Linked DNA regions of Mustela erminea: region 1 is linked to region 2. Evidence: chromatin contacts called from public Hi-C data. All regions are on one chromosome and are shown on one strand. Each heading gives the region's core, a stretch centred on a gene start, on an enhancer-like site or on the middle of the called end of the contact. The rest is flanking DNA. Distances are from core to core; before and after follow the strand shown. Region 1 holds the start of LOC116579471 (carcinoembryonic antigen-related cell adhesion molecule 1-like). Region 2 holds the start of RABAC1 (prenylated Rab acceptor protein 1).

Evidence for each region. Hi-C and Micro-C count contacts between places; a contact is called where the count stands out from the background.
Region 1: a contact with region 2 is called in a Hi-C map of spleen, with 4 times the contacts expected there. The contact joins the promoter of LOC116579471 here to the promoter of RABAC1 in region 2. A contact is called at or near these places in 2 of 3 Hi-C or Micro-C datasets (fibroblasts and spleen).

What each region holds. Positions count from the first base shown.
Region 1 is chr19:805,629-811,949 of mMusErm1.Pri, forward strand. LOC116579471 (carcinoembryonic antigen-related cell adhesion molecule 1-like) reads right to left here and starts at 4,089. Exons shown (of 18, transcript XM_032324895.1): 1 at 3,871-4,089; 2 at 2,675-3,034; 3 at 558-836; 4 at 1-184. The coding sequence starts at 3,934.
Region 2 is chr19:641,397-647,669 of mMusErm1.Pri, forward strand. RABAC1 (prenylated Rab acceptor protein 1) reads left to right here and starts at 2,158. Exons shown (of 6, transcript XM_032323140.1): 1 at 2,158-2,336; 2 at 2,640-2,852; 3 at 3,128-3,225; 4 at 4,378-4,479; 5 at 4,575-4,711; 6 at 4,743-4,862. The coding sequence starts at 2,281. The coding sequence ends at 4,663. The region is part of intron 1 of ERFL (ETS domain-containing transcription factor ERF-like); the gene reads left to right.

The DNA of each region.
Region 1 (6,321 bases), core at 2,839-5,338, 170 kb after region 2:
GAGCCGCTATCATTCGCAGTGAGGTTGGGGATAAAGAGCGCCTGTGTGTCTGTCTGGGGCCTCCCATTGATAAGCCAAGAATACTGTGCAGGCGGGTTAGAGGTTGCGTGACAGGAGAGACTGAGGTTGGCCCCTGGATGGTAATAGGAGTCTGAGGGGGAAATGGTGGGGGCGTCCGGGCCATCTGGAGCAAACAGAATAAAGCCACAGTTGATGCAATGCAAGGGAAGGGGAAGCTCCTGGTCTGTACAAGGGCCACAGTGTCCCTCTGAGCTGGGTCCCAACCTCATTTTATAAAGTCCCAACCAGAAACCCTCTGTGTTCAGCCTGGTCCCCTCACAGGCTGGTGACCCTCTCAGGGAGGAGCAGCCTGTTCCCTCCTAGTCTTGGCTTAGGCCAGGCCTGCCCAGGTTTGCGTGGGACAAGCCGCTATGGCCAGCCTGGGGGTCCAGCTGAGAGTCATGGACTCGGACCCCAGAAGGATGGATGTGGGCTGGCCCCTGGCTGTGTGGATTTGGGCTGGCAGCCCGGCTTTGGGAGGAACGGAAGCTACTCACAGAGAACATTCAGGGTGAATGGGTCACTACGACCATCACTCACTGGGTTCCGAGTTTCACACACATAGGGTCCTGTGTCATCCCTTATGACACCATGTATAGTGAGAGTCCTGTTGTCCAGGGACAGCTCCAGCCTGGTGCTGGCCGGGCGGCTCTTACTGCTTTCTGACCACAGGTAGCTCGTGTCCTGAGTCTGAGGTTCACAGGTTAATAGCACAGAATCCACATTCTCCACGGGGTCGGAGTTGTTGCTTGTGATGTGGGGTTTGGGTAACTCCGCTGCGCAGACAACAGAAAGAATATTGCCCAAGGTGGTACCTGTGATTCCTCCACAGGCATCTTGAATCAGAGTTGGCATCTCTCACCTCTCAGCCAACTGGAGTCCTTCAAAGAATAAGGCAGATCTGTGTATCTCAAGACAAATGCATGAGGACCTGAGCCTCAGAGAAAGTAAACCCCATGGTCTGTGTGTCTGAGAGCACAGGCTGTCTCCAATGTCAATTACAGAGCAGCCTTTGGTTGTGGAAGACACAGGACAGAGTCAGAGACAGCCGTGGACCCCTCCTGGCTCCTCACTGACCTGACAACAGCACGGTGATGGGATCTGAGCAGAAATGATACTTGGAGACAACAGGAACAAGCTGGGAGGTCAGTCCAGGACTCAGGTCCCAAAGACCTGAGCTTTGCCCATTTGCTTGATAACGAGTGAGGCAGTGACCCTCATGAGGAAGTGACACCTCCCATGGCAGAGCCAAGTCCAATGACCGGCAGAGAGTGAGGGGATGAGCAGGAGGCAGGGGTGTTGAGGGAATGAACGACCCATCATCTCTTCAGAGAGGCGCCCTGGGTGCAGGATCCTAGGAGATCTGACCACCAGGCTCCCTGCCCTCATTGGAAGAAACTCCCACACCTTTCCCTCCTTCCTTCCCAAACAAAAGCAACTGAGTTTCCTACATGTGGATCCTGGGCTGGTTTCAGGGGCAGAGTGGGGAGCAGAAGGCCAATCCTTTCCCTGGACACCCAGTGGGAGGGCCAGGAACACACCAGGAAACAATCAGAAACAATCAGAAACAATCAGATCTCAAGTCCAGCACAGTGAGGTGAGGCTCAGGCATCTGAGGGGCGGCCAGCTTGTTCTGCCTCTGATTGCTGACAAAGGGTGTTGGGTTCCAGACCAAACACAAACACGGAGCGAGCCTCTATTTGCTCTCACCGCCCACACCAGCATCCCTCCCTCTGACGGAGGAGAGGACGGGGCTGTGTCTGCACACAGAACCGGGGTCACTCCCATCTGCTGCTCCTCAGTCTGTGTGACCCTGATTCAGTGACGGTGTCTCCCTGTGCCTTGGTTTCCCCTTAAAGCACCAGGAAGAATGGTAAATGACCTCTACTTTCTAGGCCTGTGCATTATCCTTTAAACAACCCCAAATACCTGACCCAAATTTGGGCTATAGCAGCTGGCCAATCAAACAGCAGCTGTTACTACTTTGCTCCACAAGAGAAGGCTCCCTGGGCTTGATTCTTGGAGGAGGAGGGGTGGCATGGAGCTTCTCTTTGCTCTGTTCCTCCCTGGCGGTGCTGCCCTTCCTCTGGTGTCCCCCAAATCCCCCAGAGCTAATGGACTGGGGGCTTTTTAGGTCTGTGCTGTCCATGCTGAGCCTCAGGTGAAGGACCAGGCTGGCCCCTCCCCCGATGTGGCTCTTGAGACTGAACCCTGGTTGGTGACCAGCTCAGGCAGCCAGATATGGTTGCTTCCAGTCAGGTCTGCCCAGGAGCCCCAACCCCATCCCGGCACAGATGCCCCAGGGTCACTAGAGTCAGGAGCCCTGAGACAGTGGTCTGGGATGAGCTCTGGTGAGGATCCCAGGCAGCCCCTCAGGTTGGCCCTGATGGATCTTGCAGAGTCTTTCTCAGATGATCCCAGAGTCTGGATTCCAGGAAAGGAATTCCAATCTTAGGAAGTTAGTCTCCACTGTGTGTCCTGCACTAAATGCTGGAACCCTCCTCCCACATGGGACATAGTGCAGAGAGGGATGGAGGCCCAGTCCTGGCCTGTCATCCTGTGTGAAGCAGGAATTCACCCCACCCAGCACCAGAAATAAGAAGGAATTACTCACGGAATACACGGAGCTGTCCAGTTACTTGTTCAACTTGAACATTTCTATTCACAATTTGTAGGGTGTAGTATCCTGTGTCATTCAGGGTGATGTTCCGGAAGAGCAGGGATCCATTGGGGTACACTGTCTCTCTGCCGCTGTGTGCAGGTCCTGGGATATTTACTTGTATGGCTACTACATATGCTACAATTTGACGGTTGGGCGCTATGCTTTCCCCTCTAAACCAAGTGAGACCTACAAGATCCGCAGGCAGATTGTGGACTTGCAGAAGGACGTCCTTCCCTTCGGCAGCACTGGGCGGCACGGACTCCACAGTGACTTGGGCAGTGGTGAGTGGGTTCCAGAGGGTTAAGAGCGAGACTAGGAGGGAAGGGAGCAGACGGATCAGGGTCTGGACCTGGGTGTCAGAGGGAAAGCTGGGGCCCTGCAGACGGAGCAGGTCCGCATCCCCTAGCCCTCTAGCCTCGGAGTGTGTGTGTGTGAGTGTGCACGGGTATCTGTGTGTCTATGCTGGTCAAGGTCAGCGGCATGACCGCACTGCTTCACCTCGGAACTTACTCCCTCTGTTTGGAACAACTTCCTCCCATGTCTGTGGCTCACTCCCTCACTGCCCTCAGATACCTGCTCACGCTCAGGGGAGCGTGAGAGGACTCGCTTGTGAGCGAGCGAGGCAGGCCTCGGGAGAGGCCTGCCCTGACCACCTCCTCTGAAGACCCTCTGTCTCCATGTCCTGACCTTTCCCTGTTCTGTTCCCTTCATGATGCTTGTCAGAACCTGACCTCACATTCTAGACGTCTTCGTCCCCACAGAAGTGAGCCTGGGGAGCAGGGACTCGTCTGATGTGTGCTGTACCCCCGTGGTGGGGCAGGCGGCAAATACCGGGGCTGAATGAATTGTCCCCAGGGCCCTCCAAGTCTGGCGCTTGTCAAGATCTCAGGTTGGTGGGAAGGGACAGCAGTTAGGGTCCCTGGTTGTTGTTATCATCAGTTTTCCAAATTCAGTGCTCAGTGATGAGTAACTTGGGGAACAGCCCGTGGGTCACCACCTCCAGATTCTGAGACAGTCCTGTCGCTGAGCGGCTCCCCCAGTCCTGCCCTGCTCCCTTGTCCCCTCTCAGAGTCCTGTCCTCCCTGGAGACCTCAGCCAGCCTTTCTCTCCCATCCTCCCACTCCCTCCCAGGGAACTGTCCCTCTCACCTGCCAGCAGGAGGTCCTGCCAGGGGACCCGTCCTCCTCGGGGAAGGGCCGAAGGGGGCTCCATGGTGCCCGCTGCCCGCTGCCCGCTGCCCGCTCTGTCCCTCCCTCTGTGAGAAGAGCTTCTGCTCCAGAAATGCTCAGGGAAGCAGTTGTCCCAATGTTGGCTCTGTCTTAAGTGGCCCCGGAGGCAGGAGTGTGGGGCGGGGTATCTGCCAGGGCCCCTCCTTTCCCCTCCCCTCGCTCCTCCACCCCTTACCTCCTTCCCCACTTCCTTGTCCCCTTCTTCCCCTTTCACTTCTGTCTACATTTCGATTCCCTGACAAGGGCTGAGGCCTCTCCCTCTTCAGCTGTGATTTCACACTACATGCAAGAGTACACACACCCCCTTGTTTGGACAAGCACAAGCCTGTCGCGTTGGGGTCTGGAGACCCACAGAGCTCAGGGTCAAGGTGCAGGGGCAGCGCCCCCACATCCCTCTCTCCTCTCCTTGTGGCTTTCCCCTTCAGCAGGAGCCTGGGGGCCGCCTCAGGAACTCCAGTCACCGGGATGTCACCCCTACTGTGCACTGGGATCACTGTGGAACTGTATCAAGACTGTGAATGCCCAGGGGACACCTAGAAATGCTGCTTCAGCAGATGCCCAGCCAGGCTGAGACACCATGATGTGGGGGTGTGGCCGCCTCTCCCCCTCCTGTGCCCATGGAGGGTCTGCAGATCCTGTGAAAATGCAGAGTCTGACTCAGTGGGTGTGGAGTGGACCCCAGAGTCTGCCTCTACTAAGCCCCCAGGTGATGCTGACCACCCTGGCCCAGGAAGCTCACTCTGAATAGCAAGACTGAGGGGGACCCAGTTCCCTTAGAGGATGGCCCTTCTCCCCACTCCCCTGCTGTGTCCTGGCCTTGAGTCTGTGGGCACCACACACAGAGCCCCAGGGTCCCCAGATCCCGGGGATGATTTCCGTTTGTAACAGAGAAGGCCAGCTGGGCACCCGTCTCCCCAGTGCTCTCATAGGCTCTGGGGAGGTTGGACTGATTCCTGGCGGAAAGGTCCCAGAGATGACTCTGGGGGTGAGAAAGGAGCAGGCTGGATGATGACAGGTGAGGGACCCATGGTCTATCCCCAGGTGTCCCCAGCCCAGCCTCTGCTTCCAGGGACACAGACCCAGGACCAGGTGTCTCAGGATCTCCAGTCCCAGGTGTGAAGGGAGTTCCCTGTGTGTCCTGGGAAGAGAAGAGATGGTGGGAGGTCAGGCGGCTGCGGCTCCTGGAAATGTTTTGAGGAGACCTTCCCTCTCTGTATCCTTTGGATGAACTGTGGCCCGGAGACAGTCTGTGTGCTCCTGAGCTTCCTGGGCAGTCTGTGTCCTCTGCCTGGGGGACCTTCCTGTGGTCACCCTGCTTTCTCCATGGGTGGTGCCAGGCAGGGCATGGGGAGCTGCACAGGGACCCCTGACAGATCAGTGTGCTGCTAGGGCCCTAGAAGGAGTACGCAGGACAGAACAGGCATGTGGGAGGGACCCAGAAGGGTCTGTGGGAGAAAGGGATGGAAACCAATCTCTTCTCTCTCTCCTCAGCCAAAGCCAACTTCAGGGTAATGTCCTGTGTGTTGTCTGCATGTCCCTATGTTGCCCCCTGGAGGCTAGTCTGGGCATAGCACCCGGGATGGTGACCAAAGGATGAGGGTCCCTGAGCCCTGGGCAGAGGTGAGGGATTGGTCAGCCTGGATCTTGGTCCCTGTGGGTTCTAGACTCTCTGACTCCATCCCAGGGCTCCATGAGCCCAGGGAGAAGATAGACATAGTCTAGAAGATTCCTGCTCTTGTGTCAGGAGAATTCTCCACCCAGAGGGATTTGCTCCCTCAGTAGGAGCTGTCTGTCCTCGAGATTTTGAGAATGACCTAGTAGGGGGTCTCTTGAGCCTTTGGGGAAAAAGCACTGGCCTGAGGGGCTGACCACTACAATGTCCTGTCTCCCCATCACAACAGGGAGGGGGAGCCATGTGTCCCTGTCTCTCCTCTGCTCTAGGTCTCCCCACAGGAACCAGGAGCTGGGGTGGCCCTACCCAGAGACTCAGCCCCAAGGAAATACAGGCAGATGCTGGGTTCTCCTGTCTTTCCTGCCTGGGAAGTTCACCCTCGTTCCCCAGGACACCTTGGGCTACTGAGACATCTTCAGGGAGACATAGCAGGTGTCCCCACAGACCAAGGGTCCTCAGGATGAGGAGTCAGCTCCTGATGTCTTTGGAGGTCAGGGTGGGGCTCTGAACTCCCCTGGTAGTAATTGCATCTAGAGTTTGTGATCCAGAATTTGTGCAAGGTCAGATCTCTCAGAGAAGAGGAAGGACACAGGCTGCCCACCCAGGCCTTCCAAAGGGAAAAGTCGTTCACAAGATCCAGATGGGAGGGGGTGTCCATGTTGTGGGAATGAATGGGGGTCTGACCTCTAACTGTAGAA
Region 2 (6,273 bases), core at 908-3,407:
ATCTCCCACCATCCCCCTGCCTCAAGGACCCTCCCATCTCTCCCCCAATCCCAGTTTCAAGGGGCTCCTCTCCCACATTGTCCCTGTGCTGAGGCCCCATCTCCTGAGATCCCCGATTCAGAACTCCCCACACCCCACTCAGAGGGCCGCTCCCCACAATATCCTTGCTCTGGACACCACTGTCCAAAGCCCATACTGCTCAGCACCTCCTATAAAGAAACCCAACTGGCTCTCCTAACAAAAGCAAACCCAGACTCCCCAAGGTTGGCTGTAGGAGGAGGCCTCCCACTGTCTGTTCCCCAAGATTCATCTCCCTCTTGGGGGCTCTTCTCACCTCTGCTGCCCCCATCACTTTGAACTCGGGTGCTGCTCCCCCATTAATGCTCTGGGCTAATTGTGCACTCACAGTCCTCCTTTGATTTCCAGAAACTAGCTAGACCCAAGTGGGAATCCTGAACAAGATTCCACTAAAGGCCTGGGGGTGACAAAGGGGAAATAAACAGGATCGAGCCAATCTGATCTTCAAACTCTGGCTCATTCAGCTTTGGCTTGTGACCTTCCCACACAGGGGGCCTCCCTGCTTACTGCTGTACCAGCCCCTATGGCAGAGGCTGCCTCCCCCGCCTCATAGGAATGCCCACCAGCAGGCCTCATAGCCCAAACCAGAAGGGAGATGGGTCTCAGAAGACAGCTGGGGTTAAGAGTCCCCTGGATATTCCATAGCAGTATTCAACTGTCCCACCCAGCCCTGAAACTTCAGTCCAGGTAAGGGAGCCCAGGCTTCCTGATACTTCCATACACCCCTTTCTTGAGGCTCTTCTGGTGCACCCTGTTAGAATTCTGGCCATTTATCCATTACTCACTCAGGGGCAGGGGCAAGAACTGAGAGGGAGCCATGGCTGTGGGAACCAGGGAAAAGAAAGGCCCATGGCTCAGACACCAGCCACGCCTTGGGACATCCAAGGGACCAGCAGTTCCTAACATTACTGTTAAATTTAGGAAGGTGAGGAGCACCTGGCTGGCTCAGCTGGCGGAACTTGGGACTCTAGATCTTGGGGTTGTGAGTCTGAGCCCCACATTGGGTATGCAGATTACTTAAAATAATTTTTTTAGAAGGTGTAACTCTAGATATAATCAAAACATTTGTGATGTAATGGCAATAACATCAACTACCATTTATTGAAGAATATCAGGTATCAAGACCCCTCTAAGCACTATACATGGACCATTTAACCAAATCATGATAACCCATGAGTGGGGTACTATCAGGGTTTCCACAGTCCTGATGATGACACTGAGGTTCGGGGAGATCATCACAGCCTAGGTTTTCATCTCTGACTCCAGAATCCCAGTTCTTTCAATTATAACAAGTCCCTCTTTCAAAAATTCTCAAACCTGGGGGCACCTGAGTGGCCCAGTCAGTTTAGCACCTGACTCTTGATTTTGGCTTAGGTCAGGATCCTGAGGTTCCAAGATGGAGCCCCACACTGGGCTCCGCATAGGGCGTGGAGCTTGCTAGAAATTCTCTCCCTCCCCCTCTGCCCTGCTACCCACCCCCACCCACCCCAGCCAATAAACAAATAAATTCTCAACCCTTTCCCAACTCCCCTCTTCCTATCTGAGGGGTGGGGGGTATCCCGAGGTCCCTAGTCCTAACCCCTCCATCCCTGGGAGCTCAAGGGTATGGGGGGGGGAGCTTTGCTCTCCACCTCAGATACCCCTCCAGCAACCATGGCCCTGTCATTAGCTTCCGCCTCCAGAAAGGAATAGATTTCCACAAATTATCCACAGTCTCGCCATTCAAACGCGGTCCGTGGACCAGTAGCATCAGCATTACCTAGGAACTTGTTAGGAATGCAGATTGATGGGCCCCACCCCGGTGTTTTTTATGCACCCGAGTCAGGACGACAGTTCCTCACGAGCCCCACTCCGCAGGGGAGGGAGTACAGGACGACTGCTTCTGCCTTTAGATCTCCCAGGACACCCCACTCCCAACCACCACCCGCCCCGCTTCTGGAACTACAATTCCCACAATACCCAGAGGGGTTTAGCGTTACTTTACGCGACTGCGTCTCCCAAGGTGCTTCGCGAGCCAGACCCTCCGTAACACCACGAGGACTACAACTCCCGCAATGCTCCGCGGCAGATTCACCGCCCACGGCGGCTCCGGAACGGCCTCGCCACGTCGGCTCCGCTGGGTGGGGCCGGGCTCGGGCGGGGCTGCCGTGGTCAGCCGGGCGTCGGGCTCGTTGTAACGGTTTTACCCCTCAGGACGCAGACATGGCGACCGAGAAGGACCCGCAGAAGGATTCCGAGCCGGAAGGGCTGAGCGCCACGTGAGCAAGCCGGCTCTAGCCCCCCGCCCCGACCGAAACCCGGGAGCCCTGGCCCTCCGCCCCCTCCTCCTTCGAGTCCCGGGAGTCCGGGCCTCAGACACCAGAGTCTGGGCTCCTGGTCTCCAATTCGAGGACACTGGAGTCTGGGCCGCCCCCTACTCCTCCGGCATTCAGGAGGCTCGGACCCGTCCCCCTCAGGGCCCCAGAGTCCAGCCCTCACGGCCGCCTTCTTGCTCGGGGGGTGGGGAGTTGGGGGATCCGGGCTCAACCCCGGTCTACGGCTGACCCGGGGCTGCCCACCAGGACCCTGCTGCCGAAACTGATCCCGTCCGGCGCCGGCCGTGAGTGGCTGGAGCGGCGCCGCGCGACCATCCGGCCCTGGGGCTCCTTCGTGGACCAGCGGCGCTTCTCGCGGCCCCGCAACCTGGGCGAGCTGTGCCAGCGCCTGGTTCGCAACGTGGAGTACTACCAGAGCAACTACGTGTTCGTGTTCCTGGGCCTCATCCTCTACTGTGTGTGAGTGCCTCGCCCGTTCTGCACTGAACCCCTTGGGCGGGGCGGGGCCGCGCCCCCACCGGAGAGCCCAGTCCGCGCGGGTCGGCCCCGCCCCCCACGGCACCGCTCGGCCAGACCTTTTCACCTAAGGGTCCGGCTCGTACTGCCCCATCAGCCTGGCCGGGACACCGTGGGACCGGATGTGACCTGGTCTTGCCTGGCCTCAAAGACTTAGCCTGCTGTCCTCCGGTGTAGGTGGTCAGCCGCCTGACCAATGCTTCCCTACCCTTCTCCAGGGTGACGTCCCCCATGCTGCTGGTGGCTCTGGCAGTTTTCTTTGGCGCCTGCTACATCCTCTATCTGCGCACGTTGCAGTCCAAGTTTGTGCTTTTTGGTGAGAAAGCCCCTGTCCAGACAGTTCCCTGATCCTTCAAATCCTGGTCTTGGAACACAAGCCTTAGACCCCAGACCCCAGTCTGCCCAAGCATAGATTTACACTGGTTCCCCCTAATTCCATCCTTTAAAATCTCAGACACACCAGGTGCTCACACCCAGCCTCAGAGACCCCCCCCCCGGTTGGTATTCTCAAAGCTAGAGATACCCCAGAACCAACTCTTCAGCTGGCTCCTGTCCTTTAAACCTCCTTTCCCTCGCATCCATCCATCCATCCTCCCTCGCCTCTCTGCGGAAAGCATCAGTTGCAGGTACCCACATTGGACACCAGGTGGCGACCTTACGCTGGCCTAGATCTGGGCCCCAGTCCTTTACAGCTGCCTGGGGCGGGGCCAGAAAGATCTTGGGACTGTTCCTAGAGGGAAGCTGAAGTCTGTGGCTCCTGTGGTCCCAGACTGGCCCTTTGTACCACTGGGAAGAAAGAGGGGCCTGTGTCTCCACCCACGGGAAGCTCAAGGTTCAGAGTGGTGATATGGAAGAGCTGGGGTCAAACAGGAAGACCCAAGTCAGGGTCCTTCAGAGGATTGTGTGTTCTGTCCGTGACACGGGTGGGCTGGCACCTGAGGGCATGTCATGCAGGCACAGGGCATGGAGGGGGCGCCTGGAGCATGCGGACCCTATCCTCCAGCCTGCCCCAAGAAGCCAGAACTCTATATTCTTATATGAAATCGCTCAGTCCAACAGCCCCAACTTGGGGAACAGTGTGCAGACTCAGAAAACACATCCACAGATCAGACTTGGTCTTTGGGTGACACGTTTGAGACTCCTGGTTTATGTGAGTTGGGATGGGAGCAGGAGAGCCGTAGTCTGGAGGAGTGGGAGGTGGGGAGCTTCCTAGCAGAGGTGGGGCTGAAGGGCAGTGAGCATGGTTGGGGTGGGCGGTTGTGGTAAGGAAGGTGCTCTGTTTGGGTGGGCAGTGGGACCATCAGAGAAATGGGTGAGACCCAGGCTGGGGGGCCTTGGCATGAGGAGCTCGGACGATCCTGAGTCTCCTGGAGCTTGTTACACCAGACTGTTGGTGGGCTGTCGGGGGTTCCTCGGGGAGAAGACATGAGTGTTGGAACAGCAGCCCCAATGCCATCTGCACCCCCAGGCCGAGAGGTGACCCCAGCCCATCAGTACGCTCTGGCTGGGGGTGTCTCCTTCCCCTTCTTCTGGCTGGCTGGCGCAGGTTCTGCTGTCTTCTGGGTCCTGGGTGAGTGAGTACAGACTCTGGGACGCCCGGGCGGGCGGGCGGGCAGTGGGGAGCAGGTGAGGGAGTGACGCCCTGAACTGCCTGTTTCCCTGCAGGAGCCACCCTCGTGGTGATTGGCTCCCACGCCGCCTTCCACCAGACTGAGGCTGTGGATGGGGAAGAGCTGCAGATGGAGCCTGTGTGAGGGGGACCCTCCAGCCTCCCGAGTCCGCTGCCTTGGACCCACTTGCCCCTGCCCCGCTCGCCCCTGCTCCACACTGCCCCTGCCCCGCACTGCCCCGTGCTCCTGGTCAAAGGCCTCCCTGCTATCCCAAGCCCCGGGGTGGGGGTGGGGTAGGGGATTCCAGCTGTGGAAATAAAACCGTTAGAGCTGTCATTCAGCAGATACTCTCCCAGGGTCTTCTGTCGGCCTGTGCAGGGGTGTGGGGGACTGCAGAGACCCAGATGGAGGGGTCCTCTGGATGGGGGGGGTTCGATAAGCAAGATGAATGACTAAAAAAGGAGAGGATGGGGCTTCTGCATGGCTTCGTGGGTTAAGGGCCCAACTCTTGATTTCAGCTCTGGTCTTGAGCTCATCGTTGTGAGTTCAAGCCCCCAATTGGGCTCCACACTGGCCATGGAGCCTACTTGAAATAAATAAACACTTTTTAAAATATAAGATTGGATGGCAAATGGTGGTAAGTGCTGGGGTGGGGGGGAGAGTGAGCCAGGGGTGCCCCAGACTGCCCCCCCCCATGTTCAGTGAATAGCTAGAAGGACTAGATAGTTGGACCTATAGCTGTAATTCATGATCATGAAAGGCTATAAAGCAAAACCAGGGAAGAGGAAAGGCCCATGGGGCAGTCAAGAGAAAGCCGGCGCAAGCTTCCCAGTGTCCCCCTGGGGGCCTCCCACACCCTGTGCTCCGTTCCTGCAGTGGCAGTGAGGGGGGCTGCCAGGGAGGCTCAGGAGAGACTCGGTGCCTGGCCTCTGCGGGAAAGTGACCCCAAAAGCACCCTCTGGCTTAGGGAAATCTCACACTCCCAGAAAGGAAGGCAGGTGTTCAGCCTAAACAGTATCATCTGCGTGAACAAGTGAAGACACTGAGTCATTTGTATTGAGGACACCGGGGAGATGCCTCCTGGAATCCATGTTCCCAGACACCAGCCAGGATTCAACCACGCCAGCCCCCTTCTCTAGAATGGCCTCCTGCGTTAACTGTCCTGCACAAAGAAAGTTCTGGAGCTGAGGTGCAGGTGAAGGAAGGCCTCCCCGAGGCCCTGCAGCTGAGGGAAGGAGCAGCTAGCTGCAGATCCTCAGGAGGGAAACATTCTGGGCAGAGGGTGCTGCAAGGAGGCCCAGGCAGCTGTGGAGGACTCACGGGGGAGTGTGGAGGACGGGACAGGCTTCGATGAGGGCTTTGGTTCTCCCCTGAGTGAGATGGAAGGGACGAGACCTGCCTTTTACCGTAATGACCAGAGTCTGCCATGTTGGACCGCGCCTGACCGGGAGAACACTGGACAGATAGGACAACAAAGCAGGGTGGCAGGCTCTCTGAGGAGATGACATTTCAGGGAACCCGGAGGGACAAGGAGGCAGGCCACAGAGAGAGCGGTGGGCAGGCGGCCTCAGCCGGGCCACAGCGCCAACACCTTGCAACGCGGTTCCTTCGCCTCTTTGGCCTTGCAGATCATCCCCAAAACTCATCTACTGATCATGGAGCAGGCGCTTTATGGAACACCCACAGAGTCCTCGGTGTTGCTCCGAAATCCTTCTGCCTCCTGTGGCAACGGAGCCCTTGAAACGCGTTGGCCC